Linked DNA regions of Mus musculus: all the other regions are linked to region 3. Evidence: chromatin contacts called from public Hi-C and promoter capture Hi-C data. All regions are on one chromosome and are shown on one strand. The core of a region is the stretch at or near the end of the contact, and the rest is flanking DNA. Distances in the headings are between cores, read along the strand shown.

Region 1 (2,700 bases), core at 155-2,654, 1.0 Mb after region 3:
GCCCAATCAACTAAAGTCACTCAATAATTGTTGAGTATTAACTGTCACTCGGTCTACTGGGTGCTGTGGCCAAACACTGAATTTCCATTGATAGATTAATGGGTTATATAATGCAAGGTTCTTATAATTCCTACAAAACATGGAGCCAGAGCTGGGGCTGTGGGGTAATGCTCTATTAGAGGGAACTAGCCTCCAGAAAACAGGGCTTCTGGGGGTTTTTGCTTGTTTTTGTTTGTTTGTTTGTTTGTTTTTTGTTTTATTTGTTTTGACAGCCAGAGATGCAGTAGTTCCTATGCACATTGACAAACAAGATGGGGGGAAAAAGTAGAACATATAGGAAGAAAAAACAAACAGGAGATAGGAAGTGACTAAAGGCTACGGGGTCTTTAAGCAGGTGAATGGTGGCATTGTCCAAGCTATTCTGTAAGAATATCACAAATGGCTTGGAGCAAAAAGTGACTGAAGTGGAGGCCAATCTGGTCAGGAAGAGAAAGGGCTACATATTTGGTCTGATGAGTTCCCTTACTTAAAATGATTTCTGACTAGCTACAGAGCATAAACATTTCTTTGTTTTAATGTCAAAGGAGACAGTACTTTGTCAAAACTTCAAGTCAAATACCAGCATGTTAGCACTTCTTTCATGTTAGTGCGTTTCTCCCAGTTACATAGTTCTTCACAGTTTACAGCAAGCTTGGTCACAGGAGGAGAGTGACTGCACACATCTGTCACAGTGCCACAGCTGCTTGTCATTAGCAAAGAGAGGTGACAGTGCCCTTTCCCCACAAACTCAATGAACCTTCTCAGTGTCTCCCTGTGTCCCTTCTCCTTCAGAGAGGCTTCTAAGGAGATGTGTGACAGGTGGGTTTCTCTGAGTCCAGGCTTTTCCTCCAGGAACTAGATGGGGCTTTGGGACAAACTGGTAAACTCCTGGCTCCTTCTCTTTGGTGGCAGATGGGAGGGAACCTGTCTTCCAGTCATCAGAAGAGTTGAGCCCAAAACTCAGTCAAAACTGACCCAAGAAAAAGGATATCACAGAGGAGGGACAGGAACCCATCTCCAGCATGATCCACCCTTGGAAATACAGACCTTAGACATGAAAGGAGGAAAAGTTCCCTTCTCCCACCCCTGGGCAAAGACAGGTCTTTCAGTAATGCCTGTGGCTGCAACAGGCCAGACTTCTGGATAAGCTTGGTTTGTTGTGGGAGGTCAGAACCCTGTGTTTGTTCTCCTGGAGGTGGTGTACTGGAAGTAGTTGCAACACGCGGCCTCTGTCAGCCCTCGGAGCAGCACCCCCCCCCCCCCTGTTTTGCTGGCTTTTGCAGATACCTGTGGGTCTGAGGAGACAGGTTGGGCTGAGCCCAAAGGGAGGAGCTTAAACCTGTGCGCAAAATCTGGGAATCCCTCAGAGCACGAGTGAGAGCCAGAATGAGCAGAAAGAGCTCACATTTCTGGTAAAGAGACCCTGTGACCAGTTCCAGCCACCCTTAGTCCCGCCCAGACTGAGAGCTCACATAAAGGACCAAGGAGAAGCCCAAGAGGTCACAGTGCTGGCTGTAAAGAGCTGGGAGCACCTGGTCACCCAGACACCATGAGTTGGTCTTTGCAGCCCCCGAGTTTCCTTCTTTGCTGCCTGCTTTTACTGTTCTCTCCAACGGGCCTGGCAGTAAGTGTCCTTCCGAAGCCATACTGTTTTATTATTAAAACGTTTTTATAAAGGGGAGAGAGAGAGAGAGAGAGAGAGAGAGAGAGAGAGAGAGAGAGAGAGAGAGAGAGAGAGAGAGAGAGAGACATGACTGGGACCAGTAGCAAAATATCTTTGTTTTTCTCCAACAGTATGTGGCTACCAGAGATAACTGTTGCATCCTAGATGAGAGATTCGTAAGTAATTTCAGTGTCACCCCCTATCCTGAAACTAGAGAAGGGTGGGAAAACAGGGTAGCACTTTCATTTATCAGTTGACAACTTAAGCTTTTGGGGAATGGTTTAATATTTATGGATTGTATTTAAGACTTCTCTCCTAAGGTGTTTAATTACCTCCTTAAATTGACTTGCAGGGTAGTTTCTGCCCAACCACCTGTGGTATCGCAGATTTCCTGTCTTCTTACCAAACCGACGTGGACAATGATCTCCGAACGCTGGAAGACATCTTATTCCGGGCTGAAAACAGAACCACAGAAGCCAAAGAACTGATCAAAGCAATTCAGGTTTACTACAACCCAGACCAACCCCCAAAGCCAGGTGAGAGGAAACCCCACCGAGGAGTCACCTCCTCTGCTTTCCGTTGTACTATTTGCTTAAGGGATTTTCCTGTCTCTGACCCTGTTACAGGTATGATAGACAGTGCCACTCAGAAGTCTAAGAAGATGGTAGAAGAAATTGTGAAATACGAAGCGCTGCTGTTAACCCACGAGACAAGCATTCGGTATGTGTCTGGGTTTTCATGTGCTCCTCAAGGCACCTGGAACTTTTCCTTAATGTTCCACATTTCATAGAAAGTGACCTTGGAATTTAGTTTTCATTTATAGTATCAAATCTCCCAGTGGAGATGGGAGTTCTTTAGTGAAAAATGAGTTGCACGGGCCTGTAATTTTAAAATAATAATCGCATTGGAGAAAGGTTATTGTAGATGCCTTTGAATGCCATTCTGGCTCTATTTACTTGAATGTCCCCCAGCCCCCTTACAATATAAAATCAAATATA
Region 2 (2,700 bases), core at 141-2,640, 1.1 Mb after region 3:
CAACTACATTCTAGTATAAGCATACTCCAAACACGGCAGAAGACATGCATACACTAAGATATATTGGTTGTCTGTCTGAGATTCAGATTTGGCTGCTCATTCTCAGTGTTTATTACTAAATACAGCACACTTAAGTCAAAGGGTTTTTTTTAATCATTTTATTGAACCGTGACTGATATGTAAAAGTGCTGTATGTTTGATGTGAAATAACCACCCCTTTGAGCTCATTAGTATATGCATCACCTTCTTTGATTATCTTTCCCTTTTCCTCTTTTTTCTTCCTTTCTGTTTCCCTCATTTCTCGTCTCCAGGAAACCACTACTGTGTCCCAGTCTCTTGAGTTGCACATTAAAGGTTTCACACGGAAGTGAAGTCACATCGTTCGCTTAGTGTGATATCCTCAAGGCTCCCGTACATTTCCCCAAATGTGTGAATTTCTTCTTTTCACAGGCTGAACAATAATCTCTTGTATCCACCCCTTTTCTTTATCCATTCATCCATTGTCTGAGGCTGCTTCCATAGTGTGGAATTGTGAACAATGAATATTCTGTTCAAAATCCAGCTGTTGCTTTTTGGGGGGGGGGGGAATATTAGTGGGTGCGTGGTTGGGTCACACAGAAGTTTCACTGAGTCCAGAAGAATTGTACATGGAAATGAAGAGCAGATGAAGAGAGATCAAGCCCAAAGGCAGGAAGTACAGTACATTTTCCATGTACTTCTCCAATCATGGCCAGCACTTCCTCCCAGGCCGTGGTGACAACCACTCCTCGGGAGGCCTTGAAATAATTCACCCATTTGTTTACTAACATGTGTAGGATGTTGCCTTTGCCCTGGTCTTTAAGAGAGGAGACTGATTCCCAAGGATGGACAGTTAACCTTCATAAGTGCTCAGAGCCAGGAAGCTGGAGCTAGGACTGTGGATGCTGGCATTGGTCGCCAGCAGCTACTGTCTTGACCTCTGGCTGGAGGAAAACAACCCGTTTAACATAAGCTTATTGTAGGCTTTCAGGTCATTCTGAAATTCAGATGAACTCTGAATCCCACACACAGTCCAATGTCTCTGCTCCACAGAAGTGATAGCCAGAGTGCCCTGGCTGCTCTCTTACTTCCTTCAGGTGTGAACTGTGTTCATCTCCCCAGCTTCCAAGGCCCCCATTTCCTGGAATGTAGATTCCCCCCACCCCCCAACTGCTGACTGCACAATCAAATGCTACCATTTGCAACAACTTATCGGAAACAAACAAGCTACAGAGAATTGAGCAAGAGTTTCTGGGATACCTTGGTTATTATGGTCAGAGCACAGGACACACTGTGAGCTTTGGCTGCTTGAGTGGGCCAAGGGTGATGATTAACCTCCTGCCGGTTTAAGTAGGGTTGGAGCTGTGAGTGCAGTCAGTCCTCCTTCGCTTCAGCTCCAGTTCTCCTCATGAGCCATCCCTAAACGCAGACACCATGCTGTCCCTGAGGGTCACCTGCCTCATCTTGAGCGTGGCCAGCACAGTCTGGGTATGTGCTTTCTCTTCTCTCTGTTAATTCTTCCGCAAGGAGCCCTGAGTTCAGAGTCTACAAGTCCTTTGTACTTAGCTTTTTAAATGCCAGGCCAGGGAGGCAAATTCTTAGATGAGCCTGACAAGTGTATGGGGAAATGTGATGTCCAGAGGGAGGCCCTAGGATAACGAGAGATCTTGACATCTGTCGTTCAGGCTGATTCAGATGCAGTCTTTAAAACTGCAGCTGTGTGTTAGTATACTCTCACGGTTGCTGGGGATTGATCCAGCATAGAATTCCTCATGCTGCAACCCTTAGATGCAGTTCCTCATGTTGTGATGACCCGCAACTAGAAAATTGTTTTTAGTTACTACTCCCTAACCTTAATTTTATTACTTTTATGAATCATAACGTAAATATTTTTGGAAATAGAGGTTTGCCAAAGGAGTCGTGACCCACAGGTTGAGAACCCCTGGGCATGGCAGTAAAGCTCTCTACAACTAAGCTACACTGCCAGCCTCCTGAATCCCTCCACATGTTTGTCCCTTTAAACTCCAGAGACATCATTCTAACAGAACAAAACACTGGGTAAGAACTGTTCTCCAGCTGGTAATTCCAGACATTTGTCTGTAATGAGCAGAAGGTTTGGGGTTTAGTATGGTTTACCTCTAGTCTTTGTTTTATTTGTAATATTTTAGTTTTGTAATGTTGTCATGTTGAGGAATGAAGCAGAGCTTTCTCTGTACTGACCAAGCAAGCGTTCTACACCCGCAGCCCTAAGAGGAACTTTTCATATCCTTTTGAAGACATAAAAGGAAGAGGGCAAATTAATTGCCTTTGAAAACGTATAGCAAATTCCGAAGACATTAGTTATGAGGCAGTGGGCTCTTTGGAAGGATTCGTGTTCTTTTCAGATAACTTCTAAATACTGACATCATTCCCCAAATTAAGCCCCAAAGAAAAACAAAAGAAAGAAATCTAAATTACTGGAGTTTCTGACACATTCTAGTTTATAAAACATGTCAACTATGACCAAGGACCTAGTGACATCCTAATTAGTTACCCAGGCTGTATATTATTTCAGGTGTTTTTTGTGGTGGTGGTGGTGGTGGTGGTGGTGGTGGTGGTGGTGGGTTTTTTGGCTCACCATTCAAAAATCTTGATATCAGAGAGTAAAGAACAATACATTTTGGAGGGAATTAAACTAAAATA
Region 3 (2,700 bases), core at 96-2,595:
AGTTCTTGCGCATTCAAAATCTTTTCCAACTTTAAATAAGAAAATGAGAAGATGGATCTTAAGATTTCAGCTCTAGGGTTGTGCACACAGACATTAACAAGAAGCAGACTACAATTCTGGAAAAAGTACCCCTGAGTCAAGTCCTTTCAAACTGTGATCGGTCTTTAAAAAAAAAAAAAAAAAAAACAGTAAATGAGTTTCATCATCAACAACAAAAAGTAGGTTAAATTTGCGATTTTAAGAATAATTGTAGTTGCCGTTCTTCTCCAAAATCCTCAGTGAGACAGCACTGTCCTCTCAAATGCCAGTGTTCTCAGGACAGTATGGTGGGAAGCCAACCGTTTGCTTCAAGTCTGCAATACTTTTCTTTCCTCCTACTCAAAGGCTTCTGGCGGGTTTTACATTCATTATCACTTCATCCTTACAAAACTACCAAAGAAGCACGAGAACTTTAACCATTTCCCACCTTAAATTTTTAATCTGAAAGCGAACCATAATCACCTCCCAATTCCCAATGGAAAGCTGTCTTTTATTTCCTAATGGTTTTGAGAAGGTTCTGTGTACCTTTAACATTTCTACATTGTAATGTGGAATTTGCAGATTTCCGATGGGGATTTGGGGTTCTGACCCCCATCTTTTCACATGTGCTGAGCACAGCCCGTCTGCTATCTGCCCTGTGCTTTATCTTTCACAATCTCCTGTCCAGATACAGAACTTTCTGCTGTTGCAGAGCCTCTTCTAGGAAGGAACATTTCACCACTCAACGTGCCATAGCAGATTTGAATAGGCACAGATATCTACGAATAGAAAGGTCCGAAGGTTCAGAAAACTACTGGTGATTGAAAAAAAAAAAATACAGTCAAGTGAAAGACCATTTAGAGACAATTTAGTGGCTGATGACAGCAGCTAAAGCCAGCGAGGGGTTGGTTGCCAGCACCTACCTGCAAGTAATTGCCATAGATAAGTCCTCCTTTGCTGGCTCTGTTTACACCAGTTTGAGCTCTGTCTTCTTCATTGTCCTCCATAGATACGTTTTTCAAAGTGTATCTGCATTTTGAGTGAATGACACAAAAAATTAAAACAAACAAACAAAAAAACCAAAAGCAGAGTGCCCATAAAATAAGAAAGTACAACTCTGTTTCTAATTCTGTCTGGTTTATTAATAAATTAACAGACTAATAAGAAGCAAGGAATTAACTTTTAAGTCCAGGAATTTGACTGTTTATAGGCTAAGGCTGGAAAGTTCCCTTCCATATAAACAGAGATAAACACTCACCCTACACTGTTTCCTGCAAACGGGCACCCACTCATAGTACTGAAGTGTCTCAGGACCACACAGGTTTGCTAGGTCAGGAATGGTATCAACCTTCCCAGATACTTTAGTGCTTGCCTTTTATGTATCCTGATTGCCAGACACAGCCAATCAGCACCCAGCTTACACTCTTAGCCCGGATCTCATTTCGTACTGGTTCAGAACTGAGCCTCTGTAACTTGGGGGTGGATTTTTGTTGGGGCACAGCTTGTTTGCTAGCAGGGCGTGCCAAACCCTCTAACTTGCCAAGTTGAGCTTTTATATCCAACATAGAAGACATCAAATAAATCAATAGAGGCCAAGTCCATAGACATTTACACTTAACTACTTAATTCCAATAAAGTTTTCTATTAGCATAAGAATCCTTAAAGAGAATGGCATTATAGGCAAAAGTTTAACTTCTCCCAGTAGTGTAGTCTCCTGACTTCTGAGAAACAAGTATTGAAATGTCAGCCCTACTCAGTAGGGGGAAAAGAATAATCTCTGGGAAGTAGAGGGAGAGAGAGATCTAGAAGGGAGAGAGGAGGGGCAGGGAAAAGGAAGGGCAGTTCAGATATGGGAGGAGATGGGGGAGAAGTACAGAGGGTCAGGAGTTTGAAAGTAGCTGTGTAGCAGTGGGGGAAGGGGAATTGGGAGTAGCCACTAGGAAGTCCCAGATGTCAGGGACCCAAGAGGTTCCCAGGACCCAAAAGGGAGAACATTAACTCAAATACCCAACAAAGGGGAGATAGAACCTGTAGACCCCATATCCAATGGACAGGCATGGCCCCTAGCTAAGGGATAGGGCCACCCACCCACCTCAAAAATATTAATCCAGAATTCCTCCTCTCAAAACGAAATGCAGGGAGAAAAAGTGGAGCAGAAACTGAAAGAAAGGTCATCAAGAGACTGCCCCACCTAGGGATGCAACTCATCTGCTGACATCAAACCCAGACATTATTGCTGATGCCAAGAAGTGCTTGCTGACAGGAGCCTAGTATAGTTGTCCCCTGAGAGGCTCTGCCAGAGCCAGACCAATACAGATGCAGATGTACAGATTCAAACATTGGACTGAGTGTAGGGACCCCAATGGAGAAGTTAGGGCAAGGACTGTAGGAGCTGAAGGGGTTTGCAACTTCATAGGAAGAGCACCAATATCAACCAACCAGACCCCCTAAAGCTCCCAAGGACTAAACCACCAACTAAAGAGTACACATGGAGGTATCATGGCTCCAGCTAGATATGTAGCAGAGGATTGCCTTATCTGGCATTACTGGGAGGGGAGCCCATTGGTCTTGAGGAGGCTTGATGACCCAGGATAGGGGAACACTAGGGCATTGATGCAGGAGTGGGTGGGCAGGTGGGGGAGCACCCTCATAGAGGCAGGGGGAGGGAGGAGGGGATGGGGA

The links. Promoter capture Hi-C pulls out the DNA fragments that hold promoters and counts their contacts. A called contact is a pair of places that touch in the nucleus more often than the background predicts.
Region 1: a contact with region 3 is called in a promoter capture Hi-C map of liver, with 2.0 times the contacts expected there. The contact joins the promoter of Fgg here to the promoter of Tdo2 in region 3. A contact is called at or near these places in 3 of 39 promoter capture datasets (liver and stem cell-derived epiblast-like cells), 1 of 484 Hi-C or Micro-C datasets (liver) and 1 of 115 datasets of contacts at active chromatin or transcription factors (hepatocytes).
Region 2: a contact with region 3 is called in a Hi-C map of liver, with 2.1 times the contacts expected there. The contact joins the promoter of Fga here to the promoter of Tdo2 in region 3. A contact is called at or near these places in 2 of 39 promoter capture datasets (both in liver), 1 of 484 Hi-C or Micro-C datasets (liver) and 1 of 9 other capture datasets (embryonic stem cells).

The regions. Positions count from the first base shown.
Region 1 is chr3:83,006,320-83,009,019 of GRCm38.p6, forward strand. Fgg (fibrinogen gamma chain) reads left to right here and starts at 1,405. Exons shown (of 10, transcript NM_133862.2): 1 at 1,405-1,663; 2 at 1,834-1,878; 3 at 2,055-2,238; 4 at 2,329-2,422. The coding sequence starts at 1,589. It overlaps Gm30097 (a long non-coding RNA gene), which reads right to left and starts at 2,096. Exons shown (of 5, transcript XR_375748.2): 1 at 2,035-2,096.
Region 2 is chr3:83,024,763-83,027,462 of GRCm38.p6, forward strand. It overlaps Fga (fibrinogen alpha chain), which reads left to right and starts at 1,391. Exons shown (of 6, transcript NM_001111048.2): 1 at 1,391-1,506. The coding sequence starts at 1,453.
Region 3 is chr3:81,974,383-81,977,082 of GRCm38.p6, forward strand. It overlaps Tdo2 (tryptophan 2,3-dioxygenase), which reads right to left and starts at 1,346. Exons shown (of 12, transcript NM_019911.2): 1 at 1,277-1,346; 2 at 942-1,047; 3 at 1-29. The coding sequence starts at 1,311.